2 separate regions of the Rattus norvegicus genome follow, and region 2 is linked to region 1. Evidence: chromatin contacts called from public Hi-C data. All regions are on one chromosome and are shown on one strand. The core of a region is the stretch at or near the end of the contact, and the rest is flanking DNA. Distances in the headings are between cores, read along the strand shown. Region 1 holds the start of Smim47 (small integral membrane protein 47). Region 2 holds the start of Nr1h2 (nuclear receptor subfamily 1, group H, member 2).

What was found. A called contact is a pair of places that touch in the nucleus more often than the background predicts.
Region 2: a contact with region 1 is called in a Hi-C map of Schwann cells, with 7 times the contacts expected there. The contact joins the promoter of Nr1h2 here to the promoter of Smim47 in region 1. A contact is called at or near these places in 5 of 12 Hi-C or Micro-C datasets (Schwann cells, frontal cortex, kidney and 2 more).

The regions. Positions count from the first base shown.
Region 1 is chr1:103,876,492-103,883,817 of GRCr8, forward strand. It overlaps Smim47 (small integral membrane protein 47), which reads left to right and starts at 4,751. Exons shown (of 3, transcript NM_001384852.1): 1 at 4,751-4,817; 2 at 4,895-4,954; 3 at 5,073-5,176. The coding sequence starts at 4,803. The coding sequence ends at 5,084. It overlaps Acp4 (acid phosphatase 4), which reads right to left and starts at 4,665. Exons shown (of 12, transcript NM_001107510.2): 1 at 4,434-4,665; 2 at 4,007-4,162; 3 at 1,476-1,580; 4 at 1,311-1,397; 5 at 410-556. The coding sequence starts at 4,072.
Region 2 is chr1:104,180,574-104,187,899 of GRCr8, forward strand. Nr1h2 (nuclear receptor subfamily 1, group H, member 2) reads right to left here and starts at 3,290. Exons shown (of 10, transcript NM_001398610.1): 1 at 3,151-3,290; 2 at 2,920-3,051; 3 at 2,010-2,067; 4 at 1,820-1,933; 5 at 1,268-1,558; 6 at 912-1,171; 7 at 632-811; 8 at 88-187. The coding sequence starts at 2,049.

The DNA.
Region 1 (7,326 bases), core at 3,501-6,000:
ATAACCTTGCAGATCTCAGCTGTTCTGGGCCTCCAGAAATAGATCCACTCAGCTTGGAGCTGCCCCTGTCCCTCTCCAGCTCAATATTGAGCTTTATCTATATCCTTTTTTATGTGTGGTGCTAGTTATAGAACCCAGAACCTTGGACAGGCTAGGCAATCCCTCTACCTCTAAACCACACCCCCAGCTCCTCACTAGGGAATTCTAGGTGGGTAGTTTACTACTGAGCCATACTCCCATCCCCTCACTAGAGGAGTCTAAGCTGGGGGTGTCTACCCCTAAGCTACATCCCTGTCCTCTTGCTAATTTTTTTTTTTCATTTCAAGAAAGTCTCACTAAGTTTCCCTGAATGACAATGATGTTGAACTCAAGACTCTTCTGTCTCTCCCACCAGATCAAGCCCCCTGACCTTGTCCTCAGACACAGGCACTGTGTGCACTGGAATGGGCTTCCAGTCAGCCTCAGGACTTCCAGGGGCAGCCTCGGGGAAGAGCCCAGCCAGGTTGGCCTGTGCACTCTCCAATGTCCGGTCAAAGTCTGTGCTGCGGATGTACACCTGGGGCGGATGAGGGCAGCAGAGCAGGTGGACAGGCCAAGGGTCAGCAGGGTCCCAAATCAAAAGCTTCAGATTTAGTTTGGGGTAGGTAAGGTTAAAGGTCAGGAAGAGGGGGGGGAATCAAAGGACAGCCACTGAGGGTCAAAACTCAGAGTTCATGAGTCTAATTTTCATCTTTGGAAGTTGGGATCAAAGGTCAGAGTTGAATAATGTGTTGGATTGCAGGGGTCTGCTGAGATCAGAATAAGGGGGTTGGGGCTAACAGGTCAAGATGTAGAGGGTGGGAACTGAATAACATAGAGCTAAAATTCAGTACCCAGTCCTCAGAGGAGTCAGGGGCCAAAGGAAGTAAGAAGACAGAAAAGGAAGGTGGGAATGATGGTGGTAGACAGCAAAGGTTGGAGGTTGGAAACAGGGGTGGTGCTCAGTGATGGAGGGCTTGCCAAGCATGTGCGGGTCCAGGTTCTTACTGAGAAACCCCACCCCGAGAAATATCAGGTGGGCAAAGCAAGGATCAAAGACAGAACCAGGTTTGAAGGTCAGAAGGTCAGGCTGGAGTGGTTGGAAATCAAGACAGAGGTTGAGTGAGGTCAGGTGAGTGGTTAAGACTGTGATAGGTCAGAGGACTGTGAGAGAAGGTCAGAGGTCAATGTGGATTCCCTACCGACTTAGAAGCCTACGGGGGTGCAGATAGAGATCAAAGACAAGAGGTGAAGACCAAAGGGGGCTCTGGGTTCAAAGGTCAACAAAGTACCTCTTCGCGCCTGTACTCAGGGCTCAGGAAGGCCTTGTAACGCCTCCTCAGAAATCGGCCCAGTTCCAGCTGCTGGCGGATGCCCTCCTGGGGACAGAGGGGGCCTCAGCAGACCCTCATCTCCTGTCCCCTACCCCTCTTCCTCACCCCCCTCTCCCTCCTCACCTTAGTCAGTTGGCCCAAACCTCGGGGCCACAAGGTGGAGGCAGCTTCCTTGTGTGGATCTGTGGGGTAGGAGGCCAGTGGGGCCCGGTCGCCATGTCGGAACACCTGGGGATGTTGGAGAGGAAGGTCAGGGTTGGCCTGGAAGGTAGAAGGTGGGTCAGGTGGGGTGGGGGGCTTCGCACCAGAGCCACAAATAGCAGGGGCCCCTCCGGCAGGGCCTGGGGTGGCAGCAGCAACAGCAGCAGCAGCAGCAAGGGTCCGACGGTGTGGCCTTGAGACCGGGGCTCAGCCATTTCCACAGAGAGCAGACGCTGAGCTCAGCCTCCGTCTGTGCTGTGGCCTCACCTGCTCATTAGCCTCAGACTCAGCCCCCTGCATACCCTGCAGGCCCCAGCACGCTCCCCAGCACTGAGGAGACCTGGGATTAACACAGTTCATCTTCACAGACCCCCCAGGAGATGTCCATTTGGCTACCAGCACCTATACTGTGCTGACAGGGAAACTGAGACACGACAGGATTACTGACTTGCCTGAGGAAACACCTAGGAAATGGCAAAGCTGAGAGGTAGTTACAGACATCCCCTAACCCCTAGGCTTCCCCATGTTTCCTGCCTTTCCTAAAATGTCAGGATTCTCTGAGGCCTCCTTGGACTTCTTGAAGATTTCACTTTCTTTCCACACCATATATATACACCTGGTTAAAGCCAACAGGGCCCTGTAGCAAAATACCCACACCAGAAGTCAGACAGACCAGGTTCAATGCTCTCACCATTACAAGATGTATCGTGTTAAGCAAGTTGCTGTACCTCTGTGTGCCTTCATCTCACAAAACAGATCAGACGAGCTCAAAGTATATTAAGCACTTAAGATAACCCATTTGCAGAGAGGAGCTGTTAGGAAGTTGTATTGATGACCACATAACAAGTGACCCTAAAATTCAGTGATTTGTGTGTGTGTTCATGTGTGTGCAGGAGTGCACGTGTATTGAAGCCACATGCCGGTGTCTTTTGCAAACACTCCCCACCTTACCTTTTGAGACGGGGTCTCTCACTTAACTTAGAGCTTGCTGATTCAGAATAGACCAAGCTCCAGGAATCCTCCTGTCTTAACCTCAACAAGCTCTAAGACTGCAATTACAAGCTGCCATGCCAAGATCTGTCATATGGGTGTTGGGGAGCTGATCTCGGTCCCCAACTTGCTTGTGGGGCAAACATAACAATGTGCCACCTCCCTAGCCCCAAACTGAGTATCTTAAGACAGTCATTGCTCATGGGCCTTATGGGTCAAGAGTTGGGAGGGCTCAGCTTAGAGGGAATCTAGCTGTTTACTTTTTGAGATTTTTTTTTTTTTTGAAGTGGTGGTTTGAGACAAGATCTCACCATGTAGCCCTAGCTGTCCTAGAACTCACTATGTAGACAGGCTGTCCTCAAACTCACAGATCTCTGCCTCGCAAGGGCTGGGATTAAAGGTGGGCTTCACTACATCCAGCCGTGACTTATTTATTTTTATTTTATGTGTTTTTATGTATGTGCATGAAGTATCCGTGGAGGCCAGAAGAAGGCGTTGGATCCTCTGGAACTGGTGACTTTGAATTCCAGTCCCGAAAGGACAGCAGCGTTGCTGACCCAAGAAATTACTCCATGTCCAGCATGGTGAACCAGTTCATTTACTGGTGTCACTCACAGGATTGTGACTCAAAAGCAGCCGCTGCACCCACACTGGAATGTCCTAGACAGACGGTGCGAGGAGGACAGATGTGTCACTGGGGGTCCTCTGTGCACCTCAAAGGCAGCTCCACTTAAGAATTCTGTCTTGAGTGCTGGAGAGATGGCTCAGAGGTTAAGAGCACTGGCTGCTTTTCCAGAGGTCCTGAGTTCAATTCCCAGCAACCACATGGTGGCTCACAACCATCTAGCCAGATAACCACGAGATCTGGTGCCCTCTTCTCACCGGCAGGCATACATGCAGACAGAATGCTATATGCATAATAAATTAATAAATCTTTTTTAAAAAGAGCCTTCTCTCCAGCAACCATCTACTTCTTCTGTATCAGGTGAATCTGGAAAAATGTCTTGAGTTTTGTGAGACTCTTGAGCTGTCTTCCCACCCTGGGCTGGAGAAACACCTGCACCACAAACAGAAGTTCTCCGTGTGGAGAGGTCAGAGGTCAATGTCAAATGTCTTGTTTGATTGCTTTTCACTTATTCTGATCATTCTCACTCAACCTGGAGTTCACTCATTTGGCCAACAAACCCCGGGATCTTCCAGTCTCTACGTCCTAGTGCCGAGGCACAAGCACCATGCCTGGCTTTTTATAGGCATGCTAGGGAATCAAACTCAGGTCCTCATGCTTAAAAGGTAAGTATACACCCACTGAGCCCTGCCCTAGCTCCTTTCCTGGGGGATATGTTTTCTTTACATTAGAAAAAAATGGCAAAGACATCTTTGTGACTCACTGAAGGTCATTCCACTGACAGCCGTCAGAGCTGGGGTTCAAGCCCACACAGGCATCACCGCAGGAGGCTTCTCACCATGTATGTCCCCTGAGTCTCCAGCCTGAGGACACTGCAAAGAACTGGGCTCCTCCAGTGGTGCATCCCTCTGTGCACAGCCGGTAGCAATTAGTGGGGGATGAAGGCAGTTCCACACACACGTGTATCTCCCCTCTCGGCTGCACCTCTAAGAACCTGAAAGTTATAAGAGGAAAGGTATAGAGAGGAAAGAATTTGGAACCTACAAAGAACACTGGGTGGTCAGAGTCAAAGTGCCTGGCTGTCCCTGTGGTCCAGAGGTCAGAAGCTGCCACTGCCACCATGCTTCACACCAGGGTGCACATTCTGCCATTTTCACAAGCTGGGGACCAAATTCTAGTCTAAGTCCCAACTGTCATTCCCACCCTTGCATCTGGCAGACACAAGCATGCCATTTTGCCTGTGCCATTGGACCCCTTCTTCATACCTCAGTCATTCTCCTGCCTCAAGATACCAGAGGCTATCTGTCCCTTCCCAGCTCACAACTCTCCCCTGGCTCCCCAGCACACTCTAGGGAAGAAAATGGGACCCAGTGTGGAGATCCAGGTCTGTACTCTCCAATCTCATAAGTCCTGATGCTGGATTTAGGTCCCATGGGTGACACTACACACCTACATCCCCTTCCTCCCAATCCCCAGTTCCAATGTCTCTTCTACCCAAAATGCCCTTCCCTGGTCACCATGGTCACCATTCTGGTCTCCCCGACAACCCCCTCCCATTCTTGGAGACTCTTTCCTGTCGGACTCAGAGGTCTGAGGGAGGCAGGTCAAGTGCTGTGTGGCTAGGACCCATGGCTATGAACTTGCAGGAAGTGAGGACAGGTGAAGGGACTGGGGCAGGGGTGGGGATAGGGAGGGGAGGGAGCTGACTCCTGACCTCCTCCCCCAGAATGTGACCTTGGCCATGGCCGTGTTAACCATCCTAGCCTCCATCTACTTCTTCAACAAGGTGAGGGGGAGGTGGGTGTAGGAGGGGTCTGTCTCTCTTGTCTCTCTTCATTTGGCCCTGAAGCTTTTTCTGTACTGAGTTGCCATGTGTCTACATCACACCTCTATCTCTGCTCTAGGCTCAGCAGTAAGAAGGCATGGCTCCCCAGTCCACCAGCTTGGCCCCCGCCTGCTCTGCCATTGCTCTGGCCTCTAAGATCCAATAAATGTTAACAGCACCAGACCAAGGCTTCCTGCTCCCTAAGCTCTGCTCCCTACAACCCTGTTCCTCATAGGTCCACACAACCATGGATCTCAGCAGGAAGGTGAAAAGTAGAGACCTGGCCCCTAGATCTGAGGGAGGAGGCTTGGGACCTGTTGCTCCAAATCTGTGAGAAACTGGGCTCTGGGCCTCTGAGTCTGAGGGAAGAGGCTGGGCCCTGAACATCTGAGTCTGAGAAAGGAGGCTGGGCCCTGAATCTCAAAATCTGTGGGAGGAGGCTGGGCCCTGGACCTCCAAGTCTGTGGGAGGAGGCTGGGCCCTGGATCTCTAAGTCTTTGGGTGGAGAATTGGGCTTGGAGTCCTGTGTCTGAGGGAGAAGTGCTGGAGTCTGAACCTCTGGGTCTGAGGGAGGAGTGCTGGAGCTTGGACCCCTGGGTCTGAAGGAGAAGTGGGTCTTGAAGAATAAGTAGGAACCTTTAGGTCACATGAGTATTTAAGGGGCATTTCAGCTGTGAGTGCCAGGGCACAGAGAAGAATTTCCAGGGTTTGATTCTCCATCTGGCACTAAACAGCTTGCTCAGGATTTCAGGCTTGTCTCTCTGAGCACTCCTTCCCAGCAAAGGTGCAAATCTGTTTAAAGGAAGGCCACGCTAAGGACTGCCAGAGATCAACGGTGTGGGCAGATGTTGTGACTGTATGTGGAGAGTCTAAGTGGATGTAATTCCTTTCCTGGTTATCTTAAGAAATGCTAATATTTCTTCCTTTTTTTTCTCTCTTGTCTTAGCAAACTCCTATTGAACCGTTATCACCTGCCATCAAATCCCTATCTGATAGAAGTGTCCAGAACCCCAAATAGAGGGAATCTGTTAGCAGCGCACTCCATCACCTTCCTGCCTCCTCCAACCTTCCCAAGGGAGTGAGTGCCCTGAGGGACAGACACACCTGCCCAAGAAAGTTCATTTGTATGCTCTGGGTCTTCTGGACAAGGACTAGAAATTTCCAATCACGAACATATTCGCAAATCCTTGTAGTTCAGATCCGTGCAATTTTAGTGGGTCACAAGCAAATTGAGATCAAGCAGAACTAGCGGTCGTGCTCTCGATGAGAGCCAGTAACAGCATCCTTTGTCCTCCAATGCAAGGATTCCTTGTGCGCAAAACCAGAAATAGCCGTAAGGTGGCGATGTCAGACTATTTTCCCAGATTCTAATTGGCAACAGGGATTGACTTTGCAGGAGACTGAGCCTCCTGCTGACCTCTCTCCCAGGTATTTTCCCAAGCCTCCACCCCTTCCTGTAAGTTCTTGGCCTCTCCCTGCACCTCCTTGCCCACAGGGCCCCCACCAGGCTGTATCCTTAGCCCCGTAACTCAAAAAAAAAAAAAAAAAAAAAAAAAAAAAAACCAAAAAACGGTTGAGCAGCCACACCCCAACGGCTTTTCACCTTCCGTGCCCCAACACACTCCAAGAGGCCTGAGGTGCCTTTGCAACCTCAGTTTTGCGAGTCCTCCTTGGAAAACTTCCGGAGCATTCCTTCTTGTCTCACCCCCTCCCTTAACTCCCCAGGTGGGCTTGGCTGTCAGCGGTTTTTCAACCACTGAACCAAGTCAACCTTTGCGTCCTCCACATCCCTCCTTCCCCTAGGGCTTGACCATTTATGAGGTTTCTGAGTCCTCAGGGAGCTATCAACTTGGCATTTTCTCAACCGCAATCCAGTGGAGATGGATGTGTCTCAAGCCGACGCTGTGTAGAGCCACTGAGGGCTTCGTCAATTCCCACCACTGAGCTTGGGGTGGGGCGCAGCATCGATTCTGCTCTGAATGTTCCCCAGGGTACTATGAATGGGCAGCTGGGGTTCTGAGGCCGCTCCTTACCGGGAGGAAGCTGAGCGCTTCCAAGGGGTAACTCTGCTGCCTGGGAAATCTTTCAGAGACCTCCACTCAGACAGAGATGGGACTTTTTTTTAAATTATCACTATGCTTTTTTTTTAGCAAATATTTATTATGTGCCAGGATTATATTATGTGCTTTAAAGATTATAGTTTAGTTAATCGACTTATTTCTCAGTCAGGTTAGCTGGAACTCACTATATAAGACCGTACTGGCTTCAAATCTGCCTGTCCCTGCTAGAGTAAAGGGGTGAACCACCACCCCTTGATTTTATTTTACTTTTAA
Region 2 (7,326 bases), core at 2,040-4,539, 300 kb after region 1:
AAACATGATCTTTCTCTTGCCAGTGCCTGATCTGGAGGTCCGACAGGGGGCAGAAACCCTAACACTGAGCCAGTGCCTTCCACAGACCTGCACGGTGGAAGTCGTCCTTGCTGTAGGTGAAGTCCTTCAGGAACGTGATGCACTCTGTCTCGTGGTTGTAGCGTCTGGCTGTCTCTAGCAACATGATCTGGAGGTGACAAGGTACAGGGCTCTTCAGCTGCCCCAGGTCAAATGTGCCAAGACCAACTGGCTGCCACCCAGACATTCTTAGCTTTCCTTTCTCCAACTTTACCACCCACTGCCCCCACCCAAGGACATTAACCACACATTATTGTGAGGTACAAGAGTTTTGATTCTTTTAGCACTTAGAACTTTATGCACAGTTGACTCTCAAACTTAAGTTATCCTTGAGTTGGCTCAAATATCCATTCCCTTCAAGTCTCTGGGGCGTATTTCCTCTTTGACAGTCCATCCCATAGTCTCCATTACTCCCACCTCAGCTCACTTCCCTTTCCCCCCGTGGCTGGCTCACTGGAGGCTCCAGATGGCCACACCCCACGAGGGTTAGGATGTCCCTGGACTACATGCAGCTCTGACCTCTGTCCTAGAGCCTAGTTCTCGTTATTAGTACCTCGATGGTGGATGCCTTCAGGAGGGCGATCTGGTCCTCCCGGCCCAGCTGCAGGAACCCTGGCACCTGCTTGGCGAAGTCCACGATCTCCTGGACTGAGATGATGGCTAGCTCAGTGAAGTGGGCAAAGCGTTGCTGACGAGCGTCTCGGGACTGAGGGTCTGCACCCAAGGGCCAGGGCTGGGACACAAAAGGCCAGGGTCACGTGGGAACTCGTGTGCCCCAAGAAACCCTCCCTAGCCTGGGTGGGCTCTGCCCACTGGGCCGGGCGGGGCGATACCGTGACTTTAGGCTGGTCGGAGAAAGATCGCTTGTTGCACTGCAGCTGCGCGGCAACTAACTGTTGGATCATCAGCTCCTGAGCCGCTGTCAGCTGGATGCCCTCTCCTTCCCCGGAGCCCTGGCTACTTGCTTCCGAAGTGCCAGGGGAGGCTGCAGGCCGGGCTGAGCTACCGGATGCTGGCTCAGTCGGGGGCGGTGGCTGCTGCTGTTGCTGCTTCTGAATCTTTTTCTTCCGAATCTGCTCCTCAGAAAGCACGCCTGCAGGAAAGACAGCCTCAGTGGTGGGACCCACCCTCACTTACTCCTCCCCGTGACGAGGACCCACGCTCTGTCTAGCCCCGCCCCTGCACTCACACTGCTCCCGCATGCCAGCCTCCTTGCACTTGCGCAGTCTGCAGAGCTGGCACTTGCGCCGCATGAAGGCATCCATCTGGCAGGTTCCGCTGCCCCGACAGGCATAGCGCCCGGCCCCACCATGGACCACGCTACGCCGGAAGAAGCCTTTGCAGCCTTCACAACTGAGCACATTGTAGTGGAAGCCCGAGGCCTTGTCCCCGCACACGCGGCACAGCTCATGGCCCAGCATCTTCGGGGCCGGACCCTTCTTCCGCTTGCGCTCAGGTTCATCCTCTGGCTCTAAGATGACTTGGGGTGAGCAGATGCCATGAGAGATAGCGACAAAGAGAAACAGCAGCCTGGGAACAGGCCATGGGAAGTCCCGAAGCGAGGGTGAGAGGACAGGGCTGCAACGCCAAGGGAAAGATCTGCAGGTCGGCAGGCTCCCAAGAATGAGTCGGAGGTGTCAGGGGGAAGAGGAAGGAAAAGCGAACCGAAAGACAGGGGCCACCGTCTCCCCACCCTTCCCTCACAACGTCCCACACCCCTGTTCCTGTCTCCCTGTCTCACCCACGATGTAGGCAGAGCTGGACCCTTCAGAGCCTGGAGGTGGATCAGTCTCCTGTCCCTCCTCCTTAATAGTGGGTGAAGTGGAGGAGGTACTGGGCTGGGGAGAACCATTCCCTAGGAGAAGGAAGAGGGAACAGTGAGCTTCTCTTACACTGTGGGAGGGGCCAGGTAGGGAAAACCCATCACTCACCAGGCAAGGGAGTGTCCAGAGAACTTGTGGGGGAAGACATAGTGGGTCACGAAGCAGCCTGCTGGACATAGGGGACCCAGCCAATTACAGAGTGTCTCTCCTTCCAATGCTCAAGGGCTCTCGAAACATGATCCCATGCAGCTCAGGCTAAACGAACTATGTGGCTGAACATCTTGAACCACCTCCAAAACCCTGGAACACACTACCCTACGCTGTCTTGGGATATTCCCCACACTCCTGCCTCAGTCTCTCAAGTGCTGGCATCACAGCACTGTGCCACTATACCTCAGTGTTTTTACTTCTATACTGAGCCCCCACTGCCAGCCCTAGTCCCTTATAAACATCACCCTGAACATCCCCAACCACTTCTGCTCCAACCCACTCACTGCTCCCTCCACCTCTCTATGATTCATGACCTCCCATGACAACTCCCGCCCCTCTAACACTAAGAGAGCCCAACAACTCTAATTCCTCTTCTTTGGTGAGCACCAACTGTGCTCTTACCATATAGGTGATCCTAACTTTGTCCCGCCTCTCCCATCAGGTCGCAACCATTACCCTCCTACCACAGGCTTCTTCAAGGCTTTAACCCACCTCAATACAGACCCCAGACCCTACCCATCCTATCAGGTCCCTGGTCCCGCCCCTTCTCACACTGGGGCAGATACCCAGATTTAGCCCCGCCCCTCCAACTCCCCAAAAGCCAATCATAGGTCTTCGTTGTGCCACGCCCTCCACGCCTCTGCCCACTCCCCCAGTCCCCTCAACAACAATCCAGGCCCCGCCCCAAGAATCAAGAAAGCCTTCAATCACGGGTTTTATCTACAGCATGCCTCCCGCCCATGTGCGTCCCGCCCTCGCCCACCAACATAGGCTTCCCCTACGCCACGCCCCGTGGAGTCACGCCCACCTCGTTCCAGGCCCCGCCCCTCTCCGTGCACCAGGGGGAGGCGGGGCTCATGACTGCACCGGCGATCGTGAGGGGGTCGCAGGAGGGGGTCTCCTACTTCGTTACCCTGGAAATGGCTGTGGGAGGCGGGAGCTGCGACAAAGTAAGGGAAGGAGGCGCGCGTTAAGCTGGACCCGCAAAGATCCGCGTACCGGTCCCAACCCCACCCGCCCTGCCGCCTGGTGCACTTGCCTCTGTGTCCGCACCGGTGATTGCTCCTCCACAGCACTTCAGAAGTAACTTCAGAAGCCTGGGAGTAGCTCGGAGCAACAGCGCTTGCTGAGCGAAAAGCAAAAGTAACTTCGCCACTTCTTCCGGCAACCCCGCTGCGCGTCACTTCCGGAAGTAGGAGGGCCGGGAAAGGTGACAGACTTCCGGTCTGCCTAGGCGCCACCGAATGAGATGCCTTGGCCGGAAGTGGGACACCGGAAGTTTATTTCTTCTGGTAGTTCCCCTCTGGGACTCAGAAAAAAGTTCCGGAAAGTTCTTTTGTTTCTTTAAACACATGACTAACAAAGCAAGTTGTTTCCCTTTTTGATTAGTCTAAAGTTCTCTACGTTTGTAGAAGTGCTGCATGGTTGGTTTTTATTTTGGTTTTGATTTTGAGACAGGATCTCATATTCAAAGGGGTGGCCTTGAACTTCTGAGCCAACTGCTTCCACCTCCCCATTGTTGCAGAAGCACATCCACTTACAGCCCAGTATATTGGTTCTAAATAGGTTAAATCTGGAGATGTCATGATGGTTGCAGGATGATTTTAAGCTTAAAATGGAGGCACGAGGGCTCTTCATACCTTGAACTTCTCCAGCTCAGAGGTTGTGCTGCCCTACCCCAGCTGCCCGCCCTTCCCTCTATAATCCAGTCGTTTTGAATACTGGGTTCTTTTTTCGCCTACCCTTATTTATTCCCCTGGCTCACCTCTCTCCCCTTCTCCTTACATGTCCAGGCTCTGGCGCTCGCTCTCGCGCTCGCTCTCTCTCTCTCTCTCTCTCTCTTTCTCTCTAACATTTTATGTAAGTACTCCCTGTCTTCAGACACATCAAAAAAGGGTGTCGGATTCCGTTACAGATGGTTGTGAGCCATGCTATAGTTGCTGGGAATTGAACTCAGGACCTCTGGAAGAGCAGTCAGTGCTCTTATTCAACCCAACTCTGGACTCTCTTGATGTGCCTGCGTCTGGAACTTTTATATATAAGAAGTTATTTTTTCATTCAGCTTCGTGATAGGAAGAAGTAAATATAAAAAGGCAAATTGGGTGCAATTGCATGCCTGCAATAATCAAACAGACCAAAGCCAGAGGATTGCGTTTAGTTGGAGGCCAAGCTGAGCTAGGTAGTAAGACAGGTCATCAGCTCAATATAAATAAACAAGTAGCCTATGCCCCTCTCCCATAAAAGTGATAATACCAGCTTTTTCACAAAAGATAGAAATACTTGTGTGGACCTCAGATGGAAAAGATTCAGAGATTTGTTTCTCCCCAACTCCGACTTGTCAACAGTTGAGAGAATCTTTATTAAGCGCAAATGCTTGCTTTTACTTAACTTTTGTTGCTGTTGGTCTTGGTTTTGTTGTTGTTGTTTTGTTTTGTTTTGTTTTGCTTGTATATTTTTTTGAAACAGAGTTTCTTTGTGTAGCCTTGGCTGTCCTAGAACTACTTCTGTAGACCAGACTGGCCTCCAACTCATAAGAGAGTTGGCCAAGGCCTCTGCCTCCCATGTGCTAGGATTAAAAGCACTTACTGCCACTACCTGGTTTACACCGCCCCCCACCTTTTTCAAAGACATGGTCTCACCATTCTAGCTATCCTAGAACTCTCTTTGTAGACCAGGTTGGCCTCCAACTCAGAGATCCTCCTGCCTCTGCCTCTTGAGTCCTGGGATTAAAAATGCCATGCCATGGTTAGTTAATCTAACGAATTCTTACAAAGTTGAGGCTAGAGCCCACACTACCTCAGTCACACACAAAATCTATCTACTCCTGAGACCCAGCCACCAACCCATGCTTTTGTTCAGATAAGTGTTAGGTCTCAAAGGAACCCTGGGAATATGGCTGAGGTGCATATTAATATATCAAAGTGAACTCTGGGCACCAGTCTCTCTTAGTATCACCAATGCCTGTTACTATATAGTTACCCTACCCTCAACCTTTCCCGTCCCTGAGCATCACTTCTCTTCCTCCAAGATTCTCTTTCCTATATAATCCAGCTGTTTTGGCTACATGTTCCTTAGCTCTCTTGGTTCTCTTTGTGTCCTGGTTCCCCCTTTCTTCCTCTCTCACCCCTGACCCCATGGCCCAACTTATTCTGTAGGCCCAGGTCAGTCTGGACTCTTGCAGATGCCTCTGGATGTTCTCCTCCTTATACCTACAATAAACCTTCTCAACCATACCTGGGAGCTGTCAAGTCCTCATTGTTCTTCATTCAATAAGTAAGCATATATATACTTATATGTGTGTTTATGTTTACATACGTGTCACTAGTAAACTGTCACGTGCTGTTTGAATTCACTGAGATGCTGGCCCTGGAAGCAGGACATATGACTTAGTGTCCTCTAGGACCCCTTGCCTGAGGTTGGACTGGTTCCCTGGGCCCTCTGAAACAGGGAAAGGATATCACCTCCCCAAAGCAAATGACTCAACCACTTTTATCCCCGTATGTGTGCATGAGTGTAGTGAGAATTCTGGAATTTTGGTTTTTTAAAAACACAGAGATATTACACAAAAATATTTTTTTTGTTTTAATCCCAGGTGTGGGGATATGGGGCTGCTTTGAAACAGGTGACTGATTTGCCTCGTGCCCTAGCAGAGGCATGGTTTTGCCAGCTGCAGATAGTCTCTGCAGATTGTATGATGTTTAGATCTGGGAACTTTTCTGTATATCGATGCTAGGGCCCCCAGAGGTGGATTGTTGGTTGGTTCCTGTTAGTGGCATTTGTTAAGTAGTCCTGCGCAACAAAGACATTAGATATCCTGAGTGCGAAGGTCAAACTTGCCCCAAGGAACTCAACGCCCCAATCAGCAGGAAGTCGACTAGCAATAAGTTTGACCCCTTTCTGACTCCTGACTTAATTCAGGGATCTCTTTCCTTTCCTATCTATCCTTTTTTCCCCACTCATATCTAGTGTTAGGGGGTTGAAGGGTAGAAGAAAGAAGAACCCACAAAGTAGCCAAAGATAGCTACATGTGAGTGTGTATTCCATAAAGACAGCCACACAGGAGTGTGTATTCCATAAAGACAGCCACACACGAGAGTGTATTCCGTCCTCTTCTGGAGCCATTTTTGTCCTTACCACTGTGGGCGAGCAATTGCATGCAGGCTGAAGACTACTTCAGCTCCTGTTGAGAAACCAGCAGGTATAGAGGCTGGAGAATCTGACTTCCCCATACCTACAGTGGCTCCAGGATAAGGGAGACAGGAAAGTTTGCATAGGGTGTTGGCACAGGCCAGGCCAGGCTGTGAGCTGGTCTATCATTATCTAAGATCTGGTTCCGCCAGCTCCTGCTGGGGTCTTTGATACTGGAGTGGCATGCCTTTTATTTTGTAACAGGGTCTTGTTATGCCTCCGACTCTCTCCTGCCTCGGCGTCCTGAGTACTGGGATTACAGATATCCCTCTCCGTGCCAGGCCTTGGGAGGAGTTTTAGTTCTAAGCATGAGATGCTTGTCTGCAGGGCTCGCTGATCCTGGATTCTTTTTTAATGTATATGTATGAATGTATTTGCCTGTATGTATTTTCTGAAAGGATTATTTATTTACGTGCTGAGCGTTTTCTCCCTATTTAGCTCCATGTACCACCTGAGGGCCTTGTGCCCATGGATGCCAGAAGAAGGCATCGGATTCCCTGCAACTGAAGTCAGTCGTGAGCCACCCTATGGGCACTGTTAATTAAACTTTGAACTCCCTGTAAGAACGGGCAGTTAGTGCCTGTAACGTGGAGACAGATCTCCAGTCTGTGTTCCTGGGATTTCAAATGCACCAGGAAATGGAAATAACAAGAGGCAACAGACCAGAGGGACAAAAATGCAACCAGCCATGACAAGGACAAGATCTTCTGTCAGGACAGTTTCAAGGGGCCTGCCCAGGCAGTCCGGTTTTGTTATCTGAGTCTCCTTATGGACCAAGTTCTGACCCATAACACAACCAATCCACCCTTGCTTTGTTGCTAATGACTTAGTTGAGATTTAACTCACTGGACAGTTGACCCATTTTGGATTTTACCAGAAATGCAGCTTTTTAAAAGAGTGTTCACAACATTTTGCAACCTTCACTGTAATGGATTCTAGAACATGTTTGTCACCCCACAAAATAATCTTGTGTCCATTAGCATCAGCACCCAATTCTCCCAACCCGCACTTGTCCCTGGGCAACCAT